Regions from separate parts of the Hordeum vulgare genome. Here region 2 is linked to region 1. Evidence: chromatin contacts called from public Hi-C data. All regions are on one chromosome and are shown on one strand. Each heading gives the region's core, a stretch centred on a gene start, on an enhancer-like site or on the middle of the called end of the contact. The rest is flanking DNA. Distances are from core to core; before and after follow the strand shown. Region 1 holds the start of LOC123398464 (amino acid transporter ANT1-like). Region 2 holds the start of LOC123395373 (serine/threonine-protein phosphatase PP-X isozyme 2).

What was found. Hi-C and Micro-C count contacts between places; a contact is called where the count stands out from the background.
Region 2: a contact with region 1 is called in a Hi-C map of leaf, with 5 times the contacts expected there. The contact joins the promoter of LOC123395373 here to the promoter of LOC123398464 in region 1. A contact is called at or near these places in 4 of 6 Hi-C or Micro-C datasets (leaf and seedling) and 1 of 1 datasets of contacts at active chromatin or transcription factors (embryo).

Annotation. Positions count from the first base shown.
Region 1 is chr5H:375,876,349-375,882,190 of MorexV3_pseudomolecules_assembly, forward strand. It overlaps LOC123398464 (amino acid transporter ANT1-like), which reads right to left and starts at 2,015. Exons shown (of 3, transcript XM_045092932.1): 1 at 1,733-2,015. The coding sequence starts at 1,969.
Region 2 is chr5H:376,034,289-376,040,507 of MorexV3_pseudomolecules_assembly, forward strand. LOC123395373 (serine/threonine-protein phosphatase PP-X isozyme 2) reads left to right here and starts at 3,045. Exons shown (of 8, transcript XM_045090366.1): 1 at 3,045-3,384; 2 at 3,842-3,994; 3 at 5,951-6,013; 4 at 6,093-6,178. The coding sequence starts at 3,238.

The sequences.
Region 1 (5,842 bases), core at 765-3,264:
TCATTAACCAAAATTTACACGTTGATATCTCATCTCGTAGCATACATGTATGTTTTTTTGTATATATGCACGTTTTTGTCCTTCTAGAAACCAACTACGGGTAAAATCCTTCAAGACATGACACTTCCGGGGGTACAAAATAGTGTGTTATGACAAAATAGCCCAGCCCTTAAAATCCACTATAGTGGCGGTATATCACGTTATAGCCAACGATTGTACACTCATTTCATTTAGCTTAGAACGCTATAGTGCCCTATTTTTTCATTGGATACTTTAGGGGTTAAGCGAGCTCAAAAAGAAGATGAGAGGAACAGAGCCACACAAATAATTTGTGGGAAAGTTTATTTTCTGCACTACTAATAGCGATTGAGATCTTCAAATCATCACAACACTTGAAGTTTAAGCACGGATGTCGTCCAATTTTTCATGAGAGCAACTCTAGCAGACCCTGTATAATCATGACCTGCAAACGCGTTTTGCAGTTCGACGAAGTGGGGTTTTACGGGACGAAACAGAACCCGCATAATGAAACTGCATAATTTGAAAAATAAACATTCGCGGGCGAAATTGGAACCACAGTAATGATCATACAAACTACAGGGGCATCACCTACTGGAGCTCATCGGAGCTCACCAGAGCTACTACCTATCCTACCGCACTACGCAAAATGGAGCTCACCGGAGTCGAGCTCGTGCAGTAATAGATATCCTACATTCAGTCGTCGTCCTCGTCGGAGGAGAGCTCGACGTAGATGCGCTTCTGCGCGGTCGCTTCACGGCGCCACTCCACCTTGTGGCCGAAGGCGATGGCCGATGCGACACCCTGCTCGTAGAGCACGGTGTCGATCTCCTCCTCCCTCCGGCGGCGCTGCTGGTCCTCTTCCGCCTCTTGTGCACTCCGCGCCAGCAGCACGGGCAGGAGGCTATCCGCCTCCGCCGGAAGGAGGAAATCCTCCGGTCCGACGACGGCCCCGACACGTCGCTCCGGCACCACCTCGGCCTCCGGCTCCATCTTCACCGACGGGAGCTCTTCGAGCTCCCTCTTCACCGGTGGGAGGGAGGAGGACGAGCGCGAGCTCGACGCCTCGAATGAGCTGCTGCCGGAGAACAGGCGGCCGCGCACGCGGTCGTACTCCTCTCTCTTGCGACGGAGGAGCGACGGCGGCGGCGGCAGGCCCCACCGCGTGTACCGGCGGGCGGCGCACTTACGGGCGGCGTCGGATCTGACGCGACGAGCCCTCTCGGGGTCGTCGTTCCTACGGCTACCCGAGCTGGCCATCAAGGGTGGTGGATTTGAGCTGCTACGCAGCGGAATGGAGGCGCGCGGCGGCGGATTGGAGGCGCCGGCGGTGAGATGCGGGGGCTTTTCGCGGCGACGGAGGGATGGGGTTTCGACCCGCATCCAGCGGTCGAACCCGCAATTATACGGGTCGAGCGGTCGCGTTTACGGGCCACCGTAAAAATGTTACGGGTCGGGCCGCGTTTGCAGTGTCTGCTCTGGCAGGAAAACCAGCCCAAACCCGTATAGTCGTCGGATTTTTTGCAGGCCGGCCGTTTTGCGGGGTCCGATAGAGTTGCTCCGAGCAGTTCACCCAACCTGTATATAGACTGAACGCATTGCAGGGTGCAGCAGCTCCAGAATTCTATGTATTTTATTTTTGGCTTAAACCCAGATAATCAGCGGGAGAAAAACTAAAGAGGAAGATGTAAAGCAAATCTGGGTAGATACTGACGAGGAGGAGCATGCAGTAGAGCGTGGCGCAGCCGGCGGCGGCGACTCCGAGGGTTCCCGCGAGCCAGCCGGCGGCGCGGAAGGCGTAGGGCAGGCCCAGCACCCCCGTGCCGACGATGGACACCACCACGTTGCCCAGCGTCTGCGCCCACGTCGCTCCGCCGCCGCGCCCGGATCCCCCGGCGGCAGCACCCCCGTCCTCCCGCGCCAGCAGCGGCGCCGCCTTTGCCTCCGCCATCCTCCCAGCAGCAATCGCGTACGTGTCGAGAGGGCAGAGCTAAAATTGGGTTGTTTTTTTATTGGAGATGTGTTTGGTGGGCGAGGCAGCCACACGTACGACTCGCGAGGTATATATGTGCCGTGCTTTTGTCACGGGGTGAGCGAGTGAGTGAGTGAGTGAGTGAGTGGGACGTGTAAAGCGCACATGATTTTTATTTTTATTTTGCTATTAAAGCAACCCTAGCAGATCCGGTATAAAAGCACCTACAGTCGGATTGGGATAATCCGACCTCCTATAAGTTCGTCGGACGCATCCGGGCATGCCCACGATCATCCGGATGGTCCCTCATATTTTGCTTCTTTCATCTTATATCTGGACTGTCAAATCCATATAAAATCATGCACGTCAATCACATAAACTAATGTCATGCATAAATAACAAATGTAGGTACCAACATAAAGAACATTTACATTAATTTTATTTAAAGTGCACAATCAATCATTTCCTCTTTGATTTTTATTGTTGGTCCACATATGCTTCATTGGATCATTAAGTAGTTGCGTGTGCTGCATCTGCAGAAAATTTATAAGCTGAACTGCATCTTGATCTTTCGGGATTTCAACTTGTTCTCCACGTGCTTCAAAATCATTGGTTTGAGCTACACCATCACCTCATCCTCGACGATCATAGATCTTATTGTGCAAAATAACGCAATGTGCCATCGGTTGCTACAAAGTTTCTGATTCCCACATCATTGGAGTCCCATGGACAATTCTCCAACGCGCTTGCAACACTCTGAATACCCTCTCCACATCCTTCCTAGCTGCTTCATGAATTGTTACGAAGTGCTTTTGTTTATTTTCATGTGGTTTAGATATGGTCTTCACAAATGCAGCCTCCTTAGGATATATGCCATCAACGGGATAGTATCCCATGTTGTAGTCTTGGCCGTTGACGGCGTAGTTGCACGAAAGTGATTCCCCGTTGAGAATATGCTCCACTTGCCAGTCCATTTCCTCTTACATGGTCATGAGCATGAACATGTCCACTTTTTCGTCTGAATCCGATGAATCGAAGAACTCATCTTGAATCAGTTGATCAAGCTCCGTCGGTCCATACTCCTCGCCGTACAAAGCATCAGAATCTATCATTTCCCCTAAAAACTGACCAAAAAATCCGGTCAGATATTATGTCAAACACATCCAGCACAAGGCAGAGCCAGAGAGTTGTCGGACATAATGCGATGTCTTCCGACTACGACGTCCTTCACGATGAAGACGTGACAAAAGACTCCTCTCGCAGAGCTGGCGGGGTAGAGGCTATGAACGGCGTCGATGCACGGGCGACGCCAGAGCTGCGAGACGGACGATGCGAGGATGAAGAAGAGAGGAAAACAACAAATGGAGCCGGTTGTTCCGCGGGATGGATTTTGTGTAATTTACGGTGGTGTCGTGATGTCGGGTCCGACGTGGCGGGCGCGCCTGGGCTTCCCCATATCGGCCCCATATTTGGGATGGATATAAGAGATGTTGGTCAGCCCGGACGTATGAGACCCGTTTGAGGGGTCCGACTGGATCGATTTTTTTTGTGACCTGTAAGTGATCGGCCGGCTTGCCCGGGCATTTGAGACGGGTATGAGGGGTCCAGCTATAGATGCTCTAACCTCGTTGGCTGCATAACTCTCGGTCGATATAGTGTTTTTGTGTTTTGTATAGCTTTAACATGTCTCCTAGGCCCGTAAAAATTATACTCCCTCCGTTCCAAAATATAAGACCTTTTAGAGATTCCATTAGAAGACTACATACGGAGGAAAATGAGTGAATCTATACTCTAAAATATGTCTATGTACATCCGTATGTAGTTCATAGTGCAATCTCTAAAAGGTCTTATATTTAGGAACGGAGGGAGTACAAGCAAACCGGAAAACCATCCTTGAGTCGCTACATCTATCGGACCATCATTGTTTTAGGGTTTGCGTGTTCGCCGCAATCTGCCTCCTCCATCACATCTCTTCTTATTTTTGTCAAGCAATTCCACCCGGTGTAGACCCTTTCTTTGGTGACCGATGACAGGTTCTGTAAGCGGGTGTGGTGGTCGTGACCGTGGCGGGTCAGTGCCACACGAAATCTAGCACAACAATGCGATGGCCGGCAACTCCAGTCGATCCCCCCCTTCGTTGAGGCTTGGTGGCCCAAGCAAGCGCAACTGCCTCTCTCGCAGTGGGGGGTGGTCCCCTTTGGCCAATTTTCACCGCCTCCACGAAGAGCTCTACCCGCACATTATGGCATGCCGAAGGTGGATGCGGAGCTTCTCGATGTGGAGCATGCTGTTGTGGCCAGAGAAGAAGGGGTCGTCGACAGGCTCGCCGTGGAGAAGGAGGAGAACGCCTACGCCCATGCTTGTTGCGGGTCTCCCAAGGCGTTCTTCCTCGGCATCGACCACTTAGCCATATAGGTATTGGCTATGGACTCGTAGGTCTATGGTGAACTACTCACATATCATCATAAGGGCAACAAGGTTGATGAAGAGGCCTTCCGTGATCGATCGCCCTCCAACAGGATGCCGAAACAGAGCTCTATATGGCCTCCCGTCGGAACAGAGACTTGCAACAGTGTAAAAAGTGTTTCGGGACTCCTTCTAATGTTTTTAGGCTATAAGAGAATTTATAAGCGAGAGAACAGAGTTTGAAGGGCCTCGAGGGGCTCACAAGCCAACAGGGCGCCCGCTCCCTCTTGTGGCCCCCAGCCTTCCTCTGATGCTTGTTGTTCTTCTTCTGGTCTAGAAAAAATCACAAAATATTTCAGGTCAATTGGACTTCGTTTGATAAGGAAAACCTAAAAAGTGAAAAACATGCAAAAAATAGAAACTAGCACTGGGCGCTCTGTCAATAGGTTAGTGCTAAAAAATAATATAATTTGGTAATAATACCCCAATAGTATTCAAAAATGATAATATATCATCATGGAACAATCAAAAATTATAGATACATTAGAGACGTATCAGTTGCTCACCCGGGTGTGGCATTCTTGAGGCACGTTTGGGGACCTCCCGAAGAGTGAGCGGATGCGGCAAGGCACTATGTATCCGAGGAAGGGGATGCTGAGCTGAGGCATTTCTAGGCGCAATTTCAAGCCCCTAAGCAACCTCTCCTCATCTACGATTAGTTGAAACAGATGATGGAGTTGCATCGAACGGCGGAGCCGGCAATGAAGGACCTCTGTATCAGGCTATGGCCTACAGAGCCGATGTCGAGCACGTACTTTAGCCTGGTGTAGAAGTTGATTGCCACCGCGCCCCAGATTGATGTCCTGAAGTGCTTTGTATGCATTGAGGGAGCTCAGATGGCGTTCACGAAGACCATGGTGCATTGTCTGGAGTTAAAGCCAACTGAAATGGCCACCGAACCTCCGCCCCCAGAAAAGAGCATTGGCACCCCGAGATGTATTTTCCCACTCTTATGGATTGTGCTCGGGTGATAGAAACCATGTGCCCGAACGATGTAATTCTTGAGTGAAAGTACTATCTTGTATTGATCGTTAAACTTCTGTGCATTATAATGATGTTGCTTTGCATGGTATATCATGCTTTGCCTTGTTTAATTTTGACTCTTGTGTGGCTATTTTAGTCTGAAAGCTACGAGCCATCGGCTTCAGCCCCCTCATATATGCTACCAGGGGTGTTTTCTGCCTTTGCACTGTTACCCTTAGCCAACATCTTGGTTCCCCGAGGCGGTACTATGGAAGGAAACGAGGCAATCACACTATGCGGCTTTAATGATTTCACTTAACCGTAGGAGCTTGACTGCGGGGACTAGTTACAAGCCCCCTGTATTTTGTGATGTTTGGATATACCGAGGTTAAAAACCATTATCACTTCGTTTGTGTAACTTCA
Region 2 (6,219 bases), core at 1,795-4,294, 160 kb after region 1:
ATCCGTGATCTACCTCCCTAGCATGTTCTTGGATGTTTGGCGCGTAGGAAAAATTTAATTTACATGTGATGCACATATGATAGATTCCAACACGTCCATAGTTACATGACTCGCAAAAGGTGTTGCTTGATGTGGCTCAGAAATTAAGATGGTATTTGCATGGTGAGACAACTCACAGGAAGAGGTGTTAGGTTGAACACCTGGCCTGGAGAATTATTAGGCCTAGAAAACCACGTCATAAACTCGTTTGGGGAGATGTTTGTTGTGTAAGTGTAAACGAGTCAGTTTTTAGCCGTTGTCACACCTTCTATTTCCATCGAGTGGGCCATGTCAAGTGCGAACCACATTTGCGATATTACAAACCTGCCTAAATCAAGCTTTTCCACACCATCAACCAAACAACTTCAGAAAAATTCCAGGCACAACTGTACACTAGACATGGCAGGACACAATTCGAACTATCGTAAAGTGCGCATGTGGATGCTTTCAATGCACTATTTGAAATATCTTAGAAAATTAGAACACCTTTAAGTCTGTCAAGCCACACACATGAGAATATATATTGATAAAGGCTACACAAAAACACACTCCACAATATCCGAAAGGAAAGATGAACATGACACCATTATTCATTCACTAACTTCTTTTTGATTATAATAAAAACTACTTCCTCTCTACCTAAATAATTGTAGTTGAGAATAACTAAACTAGTTCTCTCAACTACAATTATTTAGGTATAGAGGAAGTACTATTTTTTAACTATAAAGAGATTAGTGTAGCTTACGACGACACCTTTGATCGATTATAAAATAAAAGGTAATATCTACCATTAAATTAGGAGAAAAAACATGAAGGAGTTAAGAACCTGAGAGCATGTCCAATAGTCGCGCTATATAAGCGCCACGCTAGAAAAGTTGCATTTTTTTGCGCGCGTGCAGCCGCTTCGGGCGCTCCAGCAGAAGCGCAAAAACCGCGCGCGCGACATAAGCGGTTCAACGCGTGGAACGAAACAACATCACGCATCGCTTATTTCATGCGCCCGCTCCCGCGTGTTGGACAACGATGACTAGCGCGCGACTTCCACCCACCACTAGATCCAGGCGTTGCCGCCGCCGCCTGCGCCACCCCATTTGCTCCGGCGACACGACGATGCTTTCCCGGCCTATCCCTACGCCGCTGGTGCTTCCTCCGTTTCCCTCTACCCGTCGCCGCCCCTTGCGCGCACCATTCCTATGACGAACAACGTCTGGCCGCCGACTACCGCTCTGCGCCCACAAGGTGTTCGACAAAACGCTTGCAAGGTATGTATTGCTTCAACTTCAACTTTTTTACATGAATATGATGCACGTTTTTTGTAGTTTTTTAGACTGGTTTAATTCAATATTCTAGACGAGTTCATCATATAATTCTTCTGAAGAAGAATTTGATATTGAAGAGGAGGAGGACCTAGCAATGATCCTAGCTATGCACATCAACAAAAAGCCGAAACACGGTGGTTCGGTTATGGATCGATAGAAAATTTGGAAGGATAAAATTGATGCCCACAATAGATTGACGATGCACTATTTTATGGAGAATCCCACATACCCCGAGTCCTACTTCAGGCGTCGTTTTAGGATGAGCACCGAGTTGTTGAGGCGCATTGCAGAGAAACTGGCGAGCCATGATCAGTTCTTTCAGCAAAGGAGGAATGCCGCTGGAGAACTCGGGCATAACAGCTTTCAAAAGGTGACACCCGATTTGCGTATGTTGGCGTACGGTATTTCCGGCTGGTCTAGTTGATGGTCACTTGGCCATGGGTGAAAGTCAGGCCATCATGTGTGTCAAGCGCTCCGCAGTCCGAATTGTGCAAGTGTTTGCCCCAGAGTATTTGAGATCTCCCAATGCTAAAGACGTCGCAAGGCTATTGGAGATGAACAAAGCTCGCGGGTTCCCAAGTATGCTTGACTCAATAGATTGCATGCGTCGGAGTTGGAAGAACTGTCCTAAGGCATGACATGGACAATTCCATGGCCAGAAAAAGGGTTCCACTATAATCCTTGAAGCGGTGGCCGATCAAGAGACTTGGATTTGGCATGCTTTTTGTGTGGATCTTTGAATGACATCAACGTTATTAATCGATCACCACTCATCAATAAGATTGCAAATGATGAACTGTCACCGATGGAGTTTGTAGCAAATGGCCATACATACAACTATGACTACTATCTTGCGGATGGCATCTATCCATAGTGGCAAACATTTGTGAAACCGTTGAAAAAAATAGAAGGTAAGGAAAATCTAGATTTCCACAATGCTCAAGCGGCGGCTCGGAAAGATGTGGAGAGAGAGCTTTTGGATTTTGCAAGCCTAATTTGCTATTGCGAGAGGACCGACTATATTTTGGGATCAAAATATCCTTTGATACATCATGCACGCTTGTGTGATCATGCATAACATGATCATCGAGAATGAACGTGACCAATATTTAGACCTCTCAGTATGAGCTCTTGGGACATCCCGTGTAAGTGTGGCGGAGTGCTGCGAGGGTGGCCCCATTTGTTGCCTCCTATCATGTCATTCGACGTGACCAAACACATAATGATCTTAAAAAAGATCTAATCAAGAAGTGATGGACGTGGAATAGCCACAAAACGAATGATGATTTGTATGTTTGATGTTGTAGTGTCGAAAATAAACTATTTGTTGTACTGGAAGATAAATTATTTGTCAAAAATTCAACTATTTATTGTTAATTTTTTTATGTGTTTGATTTTAAATTGGTTTCGTTTGGAATGTTCATATGTCGTTTGTGTTGGACGAGCGTGTTTTTTTTTTTTTGCAGCGTCTGCTGAAGCGGCTCGCGCGAGCTTTTTTTTACGACGACTGTTAGAGTCGACATTCTACGACGCATTAAAAGTCATTATTTCAACACGCTAAAATATTTTTAGCGCGTGTGACGGTTGGGTGGATGTTGAAGATGCTGTGACATGTGAAAAGAAAACATAGGCAGGCAAAAGAGAAAACGGGGCAGGGAAATCAAAAATGTTCCCCGGCGACGGGAACCGAAAGTGAGGTAACCTTACCGGCCCCGAAACGCTCGCCCCCACATGCCACCACGGCCCGCACTGCACGCGCCTCCCCCCTCCTCCCCCTCCTAACCCTAGAATCTTCCAGAATCAGCGGGAAGCAGGGAGGGCGAGGCGCGCGCCGCGCTTCCGGAAGCTTCTAGAAGCTCGAGTGGGGGAAGGAGCCGAGATGGGGACCTCGGATCTGGACCGGCAGATCGAGCAGCTCAAGCGGTGCGAGCCGCTGGCGGAGGCGGAGGTCAAGGCGCTCTGTCTCAAGGCCATGGAGATCCTCGTCGAGGAGAGCAACGTCCAGCGCGTCGACGCCCCCGTCACGGTACGTGCTCGCGCGCAGCTCCCTCTCCCTCTCCTTCTCTATTGGAAGCGGTCTGGGCGCGGTTCGATGGGGGAAATGGCGCGCTCTCGAAGCGAGTCGGGGTCGCTCCTCGAGGTCCCGGTGAAGATTGCGGGTGCTTAGGAGATGTACTGATGTGCGGGAAGGCTTCGGTTCCCTTCGTCTGGGCAACCAAACTTCACTGCGTTCTGATTGAGATTAGCTAGTGTTTGAATTAGGGCTCTAGGGTTTCGTTGACGAGGTGTTGCCCGATTTCCTGTGTCATTGTCTTCTGGAGATGGTCTCGTGAAAGCATTCTCATTCCTGTCAGGTCTTTCAAGGAAAATGATGTAATGTGCATATTCATTGGTTGTGCTTTTGCCTGATTGATATATCCAGTTAACCACACGTGCTCAAATAGTTGCGATTTAAGAAACTAATATCTGCTTCTTGCACTCAGATATGTGGAGACATTCATGGACAGTTCTATGACATGAAAGAACTTTTCAAAGTTGGAGGTGACTGCCCAAAGACAAACTACTTGTTCCTTGGGGACTTTGTTGACCGAGGATTTTATTCCGTTGAAACATTTTTGCTTCTTTTGGCCTTAAAGGTATGCTGTTGATAAATAACACTAAGATGTTTTGTATGCATATGCTGTATCTTTTAATGTTTATCGATGCCTCTGTTCCACAAAACGGTAATGACAATTTTCTTGGTCAACTGGCCCAGTAGTGACTCTGACTACACTGCCTTACCAGACTATTTTACTTGTATGGGCAAGACCTTGCTCCTTATATACATGTATAGCAGACCTGTTTATACGACAATGGTCAAAGGCTGGCACTCAGCTTGCTGCCCTGATCTGCACATGAAAGCTAATATTATGAAGCATGTATGACACTAGACTGCGCAATAACGTGAACTAGTAGTTCAAATGAATGGTGTCTGTTTACCCCTTTCTTGGTGCTGGAATGGTCACACATGTGTACCTATAACTCTTTAGTTTTGCAATAATTCCTACCTAGAATTGGAAACTATTTCTAACTTATTTTGACTGGGTCAACTTTGATACCAAAGGTAGCCTATTGTGAATATAGTCTAGGCAGCTCTGTTAGCACACACATGCTGGGGTAAGATAAAATCAATACTACCTGCTGTCTAGTAAACCGCTCATAAGAAATTTAGCATCCAAGTTGTAGTCCAGGGAGTAGAAGAATAGGGCGATTGCAGAGTCAGTAAGGAAATAAAGTGAACTGCTTAGGAGACAATCGAGGAGAATTAGGAAGTTGATTTTGAAGCTAGTATGGAAGTATTAGAGAAGGAGTCCAGAAAGGACACAAGCATATCCTCCATTTATGGATGTATTGTATCTATGACCTCCCTCCTTTTTAGCAAAGAAGATTAATGATTTATCTTTTTGTTATACAAGTTCTTGCTTAGTTATCCCCCTCCTCAAGATCTCCTTCAGTCCATGCCTTCTGGCCACCCTCTAGGTTCACATCATAGCCGTTAACGTTGCAGTCATTTTTTTTGTCATTATAGTGACGGAAATGATTGAATGGACTAGAACTATATCAAGTCTTGTAGAAGGAGCTGCTTTCTTCCCACGCCTCTCATGAAAAGGTGCAATGTGGGAAGTGTGGCAAGAAATTGGGTTCTGCATGTCGACAGAATTGTAATCTGCTCTGGTATGCTCACACTTAAAAAAAGAGCTAGACGTTAATTGTGCATTTTGGCACTGCCTTGCTCTTTCCTTACGAAAGCGCATGCTTAAGCGCAATTATGCACACACTAAGTGCTAGGCGTTTTGCTACCACCTAGAGCCTAGCCGTGCCTTTTCTATCTATGGGTGTGCTAAATTTCTAAGTTATCAGCCAAATGACCCTGGAGATTGTTAGATATATACACGTACTCTTGTCATTTAATGATGATGTATAGCTTCAGAGAGTAAGGATGTGTTTGGGTTGAGGCCAATGTTGCCCTACCAAAAAATTGGCAAGCCAAAATTTTGGTCAAGGTTTTCCTTGCCCCTGAGTTTAGCAAACATTGGCTAGAAAATGAACTAGAGTTGGTAAAGGCATTAGCTTGCCAAAAAATTGGCAACTGTCCCAACAAAGACCAAGCTTTTGGTCATAGCCAAAAAATTGGTAATGTATGTTACCAAACATAATTTAAATTCTGGTGCCTAACTTACTTCAGAGAGTAACTATTGCTAGGCTGCTAAGTGCCTGGCCTGTTTTGTAACTGAGGATGCCATATACGATATATTGTATCACATTTTGCTGTAAAAAGGTCACCTAAAGTCAGCATAACTCTACACCTTACTGAATGGCTGAAAGGGTTATCTTATGGTTGTTGTAAAATACAAGAATTCCTAATGCTTGTTTTTAACTTTGTGGAGAGGCCTTGTGCTCATTCATGATTTGTCCTGCCGTTTATCTTGGTTCCTCACATTCAAATTCCCTAATCCAACTTCAGTAGTAAAAACACTTAGTTGTTCTCCTTCAACTTACATTCTGTGCCATTTAATTTCCTGTCCTAACTGTTACGATCAAATTGTCTCCAGGTTAGGTACCCAGATCGTATAACTTTAATACGAGGAAATCACGAGAGCAGGCAGATCACACAAGTGAGGGACCTTTTTCAAGTTGGATATTCTAGTGTTACGATAGTTGTCATTTATTCTTTGAACCCATGCATTGCTGCAGGTTTATGGCTTCTATGATGAGTGTCTTCGTAAATACGGCTCGGTGAATGTCTGGAGATATTGCACAGAAATATTTGACTATTTAAGGTAATATTTCTATGTTGCTTTTATATTGCATGCGGTAATGC